Linked DNA regions of Rattus norvegicus: regions 1 and 3 are each linked to region 2. A link is a contact called in public Hi-C data. All regions are on one chromosome and are shown on one strand. Each heading gives the region's core, a stretch centred on a gene start, on an enhancer-like site or on the middle of the called end of the contact. The rest is flanking DNA. Distances are from core to core; before and after follow the strand shown.

What was found. Hi-C and Micro-C count contacts between places; a contact is called where the count stands out from the background.
Region 1: a Hi-C map of liver shows a contact between it and region 2, with 2.1 times the contacts expected there. The contact joins the enhancer-like site here to the promoter of Map3k1 in region 2. A contact is called at or near these places in 2 of 12 Hi-C or Micro-C datasets (both in liver) and 1 of 1 datasets of contacts at active chromatin or transcription factors (oligodendrocytes).
Region 3: a Hi-C map of Schwann cells shows a contact between it and region 2, with 3 times the contacts expected there. The contact joins the enhancer-like site here to the promoter of Map3k1 in region 2. A contact is called at or near these places in 2 of 12 Hi-C or Micro-C datasets (Schwann cells and psoas muscle) and 1 of 1 datasets of contacts at active chromatin or transcription factors (oligodendrocytes).

The regions. Positions count from the first base shown.
Region 1 is chr2:45,516,936-45,519,953 of GRCr8, reverse strand. No RefSeq gene overlaps it. Among named protein-coding and RNA genes, the nearest start is that of Ankrd55, 130 kb to the left of the region's middle. Within about 2 kb of position 1,518, at least 6 of the 93 cell types and tissues checked have an H3K27ac peak or open chromatin away from gene starts, as enhancers often do. A contact at or near this core is called in liver, where this site is marked.
Region 2 is chr2:45,146,679-45,149,510 of GRCr8, reverse strand. Map3k1 (mitogen-activated protein kinase kinase kinase 1) reads left to right here and starts at 1,493. Exons shown (of 21, transcript NM_053887.2): 1 at 1,493-1,628; 2 at 1,740-2,691. The coding sequence starts at 2,240.
Region 3 is chr2:45,426,658-45,429,518 of GRCr8, reverse strand. It overlaps LOC102554307 (a long non-coding RNA gene), which reads right to left. Exons shown (of 3, transcript XR_005500645.2): 3 at 1,564-2,861. Among named protein-coding and RNA genes, the nearest start is that of Ankrd55, 220 kb to the left of the region's middle. Within about 2 kb of position 1,373, at least 26 of the 93 cell types and tissues checked have an H3K27ac peak or open chromatin away from gene starts, as enhancers often do. A contact at or near this core is called in Schwann cells, where this site is marked.

The sequences.
Region 1 (3,018 bases), core at 269-2,768, 370 kb before region 2:
ATGAGGTGTTAAGACCACATACCGTACAGAGTCTCTTCACAGTTACAGGAACCAGAAAACCCCAGAGCAGGCTGCTGTGTGTGTATGCATGTGTGTGTGTGTGTGTGTGTGGGCGTGCACATGTGTTTGTGTGTAGTATGAGAAAGGAACATAGAAGTGCCACATAAAATGATATTTGTACCTTCAAGGTCTTGGAACAGCTGGAGGGAACATCCAGAGAGAAAAGAGCTAGTTTCTATTAAGTCATTTTGCAGGGGAACCTGGCCAATCATGGGGGAGCACTGAGGCCCTGTGTCTGTGAGTCTCCTCGGGATCACAGGGACTTGGGGAGCAGAGGCCAGGCTCGAATGGAAAATACCCACAAGCCTTCTCCAGAAATGGGAGAGAGAGAGAGAGAGAGAGAGAGAGAGAGAGAGAGAGAGAGAGAGAGAGAGAGAGATATCTAGCTCATTAGTTATACACTGCCAGTAGACCAGAGACCAGTACTTAGCCCTAACATGCCCCACAGAAGCTATGACAACATTTATGTCTCAGAGTCATGTAAACTGCAGTCACAGCTACTCCTTTCTTCCCATTTACCAGTTATGAGGGAATAAAACTGAGAGGAGAGACAGCTGGGACAGAAGGAAAAGAGGAAGACTTCCGGGGGGTTTGAGATTTTGTGCTTGAGAACAGGTGTTACCCAAAGGCACTCTCACATGATTGGCTTATGATTGGTTTCCACGGAACCGGCTTAATTAATCTAATACCTTGAAACATATCTCTGCCTCCTTCCTCAGTTATCCTTCACTAGGCACAACTTCTCCGATAGGGAAAATTGTCACCAGGTACTATTCCCTCAGTAGCTTGTCAATATTTTAATAGGGTTCTCTTTCAGATTTCAAATTAGATCCCATTCTAAATAGGTGCCACCCAGAAAAGATACATCAGAGCCATAAACTCTTTGGATCAGGCAAACCCTCTCTCAGGTAGGGTGGATTTTTCATTTAGGAAAATCCTTGACATTTTCAGCTAAATGCTAACAGCGGTTAGCTTTTTACAGGAGTAGTGGGCTCTGTTGTGGGATATCAGCTTTATAGAACATTTGTTTATCCTCACGTTTTTAACCCCTTTGGAATCAGAAACATGCTGTGTATAGTAATATTTTCTGACTGAGGATGATGCCCAACTTGCTCCCCAGACCACCGTGTGGTTACTCTTGAAAGGTCGTCTCCCAGTCCATTCTTCAGGAATTCCTCAGAGTTCTTTAGTACAGGGATACTTTGTAAATGTCTGCACATTCCACAGAGGGACGCTATTTCAGTGAAGGTGTTTTGACCTTCTCAAAAAGATAATCCCAGGGTTGACTGGATTCAAAAGAAAAGCAGCTAGCAGGGTTGCTTACTTTGTTTCCATTTCTTTCAAGTGGAAAATCCCAGCTAGTTATCAATTAATAGTGAGTATCAGCAACTGTTTATCTAGCCCTAACAGAGAGCATGTCTGGAGATAACTCCGTGGACCTAGCCTATTGTGAAACAGCCTGCATCCTGACCAGTTCACTCCCTTTCTGGCGTCAGACGAATCACTTAACACTTGCAATGCCATAGGTGGGAAACAAATTCAGTTATCCGTTAATCTGAGAGTTAAGAATCCTGTTACCATGTTCCAGAAGTCAGCAGGTAGATAGCAGAGTGCCTGGGCTCCTGGCTTTGTGTGTTTATGCCTTTAAGGATCTTTGGGTGGAAAGTAAAGATATGGATACAAAGGAACCATTATAAGACTCACAGTGTTTATGTTCCGGGATTGTATCAGGTCAAGGGGAATCCAGACAAGGGCAGGGCTTGGACAAGTGACAAGACAGAGTGGCAGCAACAGTGCTGGGTGAGCCATTGTGTACTATCTGAGTGTCAAACCTTGCTGCCCTCTTAGAGCACCTGGCTCTTCTGAAGCTTGCCCCTTTGAGTTTGTGTCGGGGGAAGGAGGAACAGTAACTGACCCTATGTTCACTTGTAGGTCAGTATTTGACAAACTCGATGTAGAAATGGGAGCCACTTTGATTAGTAGCGTAGAGGAAGCAGACATGTATGAGGAGGCACGAAACAATGATTTTCTGTCCCCTGAATGGAAACCTAGTAGGTGCGGGTAACAGAAGCCATTTTCTTTTGGTGATTTGGGTGGCCAAATCCATGTTCCATGGCACCTTCTCATAGGCCGTGATGTGTGTCAACTCTCCATGTTAGTAGTTGCTCTTTCCCAAAGGGTATCAAATGAAGGCCCGACTTTAGGGCAGAACCTAAATATTAACATTTTGTTGAACTGGTCAAGGAGCCGTCTTTGGTAGGAGTTTTAGAGAGAGAAGTTTCCAAATGTCATGGCTGTTGAATATGTACAGCCATATGAGGAAAGGTGTCTCTTTACCTAGGAGATTAAAAATGAAACTAAGACACCCCCCCACCCCAGAGGCATTTTAAGTTTGGAAAGAGTGTTAGTTTAGAAATACAAATTAAGCACCGACTTTGAAATTCCTAATTTAGGGAAATAGGTGTTTGGATATTCAGTGAGATTTTTCTCAAAGAGTCCTTGAAGTGAGTATTTTAGAAACAACTGTCTGCACCGGGTGGAGGCGGGGGCATGAGGAGGCGAGGAGAAGGAAGGGGAGGAGGGAGACGCATCTCTGAGGAATGGGGCTTTAAGATACTCAGACAAATTGCTCTGAAGGAGAAACCTGACAGATGAACTGGAGGAATGAATTCAGTCTCTGGAGGTGTCTAGACCAAAGCAAGTTTTAGGGCTTTGATGATAGAGGGGGGAAATGTGTTATGAATTCTAAGATAATGAACATCAAAGCCATACAATTTGGAGGAAAAGAACATTACTGTCATATTTCAAGTTTTGGAAAATAAACGATACAACGACCTCTGGCTCACCAGGCTGAAACTGGATATTTGAGTGCCCTGAGTTCACTTTATTCCTGTATAGAAAGGTAGAGGAGAATGAGCTGTAGTCTTGTCGCAAGGCTAAGTGAGGCAGAGGCCACAT
Region 2 (2,832 bases), core at 244-2,743:
CTGCGGAGAAAAGAGGGGAAATGGAATCACTTTAAGGCAGGCGGAGCCTACAGCAGCCTGCCATTTGGCATGTGCTTCTGCAGAAATACAACAGAGGACCCAAAGAGCTCCAGGATCCAGGTGGAGGTGGGGTGGGGTGGGGTGGGTGTGTGTCGATGGGGAGGGGCCCACTTAACCATACCTACGACTCACAAAGTTGGGTAGGACCTATCCAGTTAACTGCTTTCAAAGGAGACTTTATATGGATGTATATAGCAGGGAGCTGACTTCCTTAGTCGATTGGGCCCTTTGATTATTTATCTCTGAAAGAAAACTGTGTGTCTGTGTATAGGAGCATAATGACAGCAGAATTATGTCCATAAAAGACAAAAGGAAATGCGATTCAAAAGGTCTTAATAGTCTTCATAGACTGATGCGGTATGTGGAGGCCAGAGCACGGCAGTTAGTCAGCTGTGCTTCATTTGATGCCCACCCTCATTTTCAAACAAACACCATACAAATAAAGAGGCAAAAGTCACTTTTTGCTGGAATTTCCTTTAAAAAAAAAAAAACTTTATTATTCAGGCCAAACTTCCAAAGCTGGTCCAAAGATAGAGACAAAGGCTAAGAAGGGTCTGCAGTGGCTTTTCTCACTTACAGGTACCTAACTATGAGTGTGCCAATTTAAAGTTTATTTTAGATCTCAGTAGAAACCAGAAAAGCTAATCCTTTTCGATTTAGAATTTGGTGGGTGTGGCAATCTAGGAAGACCTAGGAAATAACTACTGTTTGGTTTGGATGTTACGCTTGTCTACTATTAAAAGAGCATATAATTATAGCCTAAATGGAGACCCAAATCTTGAACAGACTAATCTAAACTTTCAAAATGTGTACCTTTTAATGTAACCATCAAAAACTATAGCCTGCCAGATGTTGTAGCACTCAGCATAACACGGAGCTTACATTGAAGTCAGGATCCTTTAAAAAAAAATAAAAACCCCTTTCTTGCTCTCCAGCTGACATTACACACCTAAGGAGGGCTTCATTAGATCTACTTTGGAGACGTTAAATGAATTATTTTGAGATAGTTCAGGCTTTTGTTTAAATGCAGGCGAGATCTCTCCTTTTACTGTAAGACGAAAACCCTTCTTACCCCTCCCCCACGCCTCATGTCTTAATGTTTCAAAAATTAAATCTAGAGGTCCGGGGTTCTGAAAGATTGCCTAGTCTAGACAAATAGGCGGAGGAAAAGAAGTAGCAGAGGAGGGGGAGATACGGGCGACATGGCAGCTCCATCCCGTTGAAAAGGGGTGGGGTGGGAATTCCCATATATTTACAGCTTCTCTATCCCCAGCACCTTTTCTAAAAAGACTCCCAGGCAGGAGAGAGGCGAGGGACGCTACATAGGACAACCTGGGAGCGGCGGCGGTGGGGGAAGGGGGGACCCAGGAACCCGGCCTGTCACCTGACTGCCAGGAAGAGGGACGTGCAGCTGGGAGCATCTGAGGGGGGTGGGGAGACCTGGTAGAAGATGGCAAGATCCAGCGCTTCCTGGCAGAGCGCTGGCTCTTTCCCTAGACGTGCTCTCCCGCTTTCGGTCGGAGGCTGCCTTTCCAAGACGGGGGAGTAACCTCTGGCAGAGCACCCGGGTTGGTCCTTTTGCATAGCCGGTGGGAGGAGGGAGGGTGTCCCAAACCAGCGGCCTCAGATGTGCACAAGGTAGCACAGGAAATCTTAAGTAGTGTTATTTGTGACACCAGGGCGGGACAAGAGGTCTGCTTTCCAAAGAGAAGGCTTCGCGTCTGTCTGCAGCAGGCGACAGTCCCGGGCGCCACCTGCGCTTCGGGCGCGGGCCAGGCTGGTGCGCGCCGGGCCCCCAGCGCCCGCTACTGAGAGCGTGAAGTGACCGACCGTGAGTCCTCCGGCTTGCGTCCCCTTCCAGCACCAGGGACTCACGCCCCAATTACTGCTTGCTCAAGGGTGGACGAGCTCCGGCCGAGCCGCTGCCCCGCCCCGTACTACCTGGCAGCTGCCCGGGTGCAGCGCACAGCGCCCCGCGCGGCCCCAGCAGAGCCCCTGCCCTCCCACCTGCGCCGCGCGCCCGCCGCTCCGTGCTCCCGAGACAGGAGACGCGGCCCCGCTCCCGCTCGCGCCCGCGCACTCGGCGCAGCGCGCGCGCCCGCCGCTCCGCCCGCCCCCCGCGCTCTCCCCGCCCCCTCCCTCCCCCGCAGGCACGAGCGAATGTAGCCCGCGAGAGAAAATGGCGGCGGCGGCGGGCGATCGCGCCTCGTCGTCGGGATTCCCGGGCGCCGCGGCGGCGAGCCCCGAGGCGGGCGGCGGCGGCGGAGCTCTCCAGGGAAGCGGCGCGCCCGCAGCGGGCGCGGGGCTGCTGCGGGAGACTGGCAGCGCGGGCCGCGAGCGCGCGGACTGGCGGCGGCAGCAGCTGCGCAAAGTGAGGAGTGTGGAGCTGGACCAGCTGCCGGAGCAGCCGCTCTTCCTCACCGCCTCGCCGCCCTGCCCATCTACTTCCCCGTCGCCGGAGCCCGCGGACGCGGCTGCAGGAGCGAGTGGCTTCCAGCCTGCGGCGGGACCGCCACCCCCGGGAGCAGCGAGTCGCTGCGGCTCCCACTCTGCCGAGCTGGCGGCCGCGCGGGACAGCGGCGCCCGGAGCCCCGCGGGGGCCGAGCCGCCCTCTGCAGCGGCCCCCTCCGGGTGAGCGGCGGGCCGGGCCGGGCGGGCAATGAATGAAGCGAGGACGGAGCGCGGCTCCCGGGGCTCCGCTCGTGGGGCCCCGCGCCCCCGAGCCCTGAAGGTCGGGCGGCGCCCGGGACGGCGTGGGGACAGGACGGGAGC
Region 3 (2,861 bases), core at 124-2,623, 280 kb before region 2:
TAGGCAGTTCAGAGTAGAGAAGCAAGAGAGAGGCAACAACTTCGTAAATGAGCGTCACGCTATGGGAAGCACTAGGTCTTTGTGGGAACAGGGGTCTGAGTTTCCTAAAAGAAGAAGCAAGTCTGACAGGGAACCAGTGCAGTTCTAGAAGGTGCCCTCCGTGTTAGGAACCCTATTAGCTTGTAGACTTCTTAAGTTATTCCAACAACCAACTTAAAAGAAATCATCTTCATCAGCTTATGGATTAATTGATGTCCATTATCCCAAAGGGAAACTGTTCAAATAACTTTTAGGGTTCACTCAAATGAATCTGAGCTCCCACTGACTGTCCTAGTCACACAATTTGTGAAGCACAATGCAGCTTTGAGAAGAAAGAAAGAGACAAACAAACATTAAGCATTTCAAGACCTTGGCTGGCGAATACTCAGTCAGGTGTTGGTCCCTTTCAGAGGGCATCCTCTGCCCATCCACCGTGCCTAGCAACGTTTAGCAAACAAGCACCACAACACTAGGAACCCCAAGTCCCTTCTGGGTCATGTAACTGCTTCAGCTACAAAAGCAGTCATTATTGACACCACTGGGTTTCCCCCAAATTGCCACAGTCTGTAGTGGTCTCCATTGAATGAACAATTTCCACTAATGTTTTCTCCTTTCAAGTTTTGTCCATAAATCAGTTAGCTCAAAGCAAACAAAATAAACAAAAACTAACCAACCAACCAAACACACAAACCAAAAAAAAACCAAACCAAAACAAACAAAAAAAAAAAAACAAAAACAAAAACAAAAAAAACCCCTAAATTGTTGCACTGCAGTAAATCTGATGGTTTGCAGACTTGGTGCAGCACCGCTGTTTATTGGTGTGTATACGTTGGAAAGTGGGCAGGTAGAAACACCATGCCCCAAAGCCAAAGAAACTAACCTCACAACCAGGGCAAGCCGCTTAGTAGACGGCACGCCCCCTTATGTCCCTGCCTCCGTTGACAAGTAAATTGCTTTCCAAACATTCCCTGGAAAACTGCATAAACTGAAAATGGCTGTAGTTGTGGAGAGACTGGAAGAAGCTGAGATGACAGGCAGCTGGGGAGGAATCTCGCTCTAGCTTTCTTTTTCTAGTGGATCATTTGATAAGAAAGTCAGATCGCAAAGGCCTCACAATGGCCTATTTATCACAAACCGGGCAGCCAGAGCTGGGAATCACGGGGGTGGCAGCCATCCCCGGAAAACCACGGTGCTCCGACACAGGAAAGCCGGCTGATAAGCGATCTGCAGACAACGCTCCTTCCTTCCTGGGAAGCTGTCACACAGGCAGTGGACTGACCCCGGGCGACGGTGCAGCTCCCTGAGCAGTGGGATGGGGAGTGGGGAATCTCTCCGGGGGTAGAGTAGACTATTGAACCAGATTGGCACAGCTCAGCCCCGCCCTGATCCTGCACTCCGGCAAACAGGGAGGGACAGGCGGTGGGGTGTTGGGGGGGTGGGGGTGGGGGTTGCACTCCGGCCTGCACCATACTCTAGGTTGTGATGGGAACCGACTGGCACAGCCCTTTCTGAAAGTCCCCCGGGGTGGCTCCTCCCTGCTGGATTTCGGTCAAAAGCAAAAAGAGACACAGACGTTTGTCGCCCTACTAAACCCTTAGAGCTTTGAGTTACGTTCCAGGCACAAAGACTTAACCTCTTTGGCAGGGTGGCCCATTAACAAATACAGAGCCAGTCCTGAAATGTGGCCCCTAACTTCCTAAGACCGGTATTATTTATGCAGACAATTAAAAGAATTGGAGGCCGCCATCCCTAGGTTCTAAGATGCCCAGACTCCCCAGGGAGCACTGGGTTTTGCAGAATTGGTGCAGCAGCTGTTCCCCCCGCTGCTGCTCTATGACAAGATATGTACTTTCATTTATCCAATCCCCGAAATGCTTGGTTTAGAGCCTGAGAGAGCCGGAGACTGGCTGTCTATAGAGGGAAAGGTCTGGGAAGGCCAGGCCACAGAGGGAGCTGTGAACTATGCTTGCAAGCCTGTAGGGCAGGGCAAGAGGGAATGGGGTCTCCAGGCCACAGAGGGGGCTGGTCAGCTGGGAGCTAGGATGTCCTTCATCTCTTTTCCAAATTGTACACAAGTCCCACAAAGTCGAAAAGGGGTGGGGGAGGTCAGGTCAGAGCTTGAGTGTGTGTTCTGCTGCTCCAGGCATTGCAGTCAGGAATCTACTGATTCCTGTGGCAGGCAGCTAAAAGCAACCAAAGTTCTTCTTCCAGGCTATGTGTATCTCTCTCTCTCTCTCTCTCTCTCTCTCTCTCTCTCTCTCTCTCTCTCTCTCTCTGTCTCTCTGTCTCTGTCTCTCTCTCTGTCTCTCTCTCTGTCTCTCTCTCTGTATATATGTGTGTGTATATGTGTGTATAATGTGTTGTGTGTAACTCTGTGTGCCTGTGAATGTATATCTGTGTGTATCTGTGAGAGAGATGAACACAGAAATACACACACAGATATACACTCACAGATATACACAGATACACACACACACACACAGAGAGAGAGAGAGAGAGAGAGAGAAGAACACAGAAATACACACATATACACACTCACAGATACACACAGAGATATACACAAAGACATACACAGGTAGACACACAATACAGACACACACACACACACACACACACACACACACACACACACACACACCTCACCCTCATCATCACTATCTCCAAACGTACTATTCTGCCTTTAGCAGCAGGGGCAGAACTGGGAAGGAATTTCTTCTGCCACCTGCAGGGCAGTGACTTGACAAACAGAGAAAGATATTCCACCCTAAGGGCACAAGGTCCTCCAATTGATTATTCTATAGACAAGGACAAAGTTGACCCTT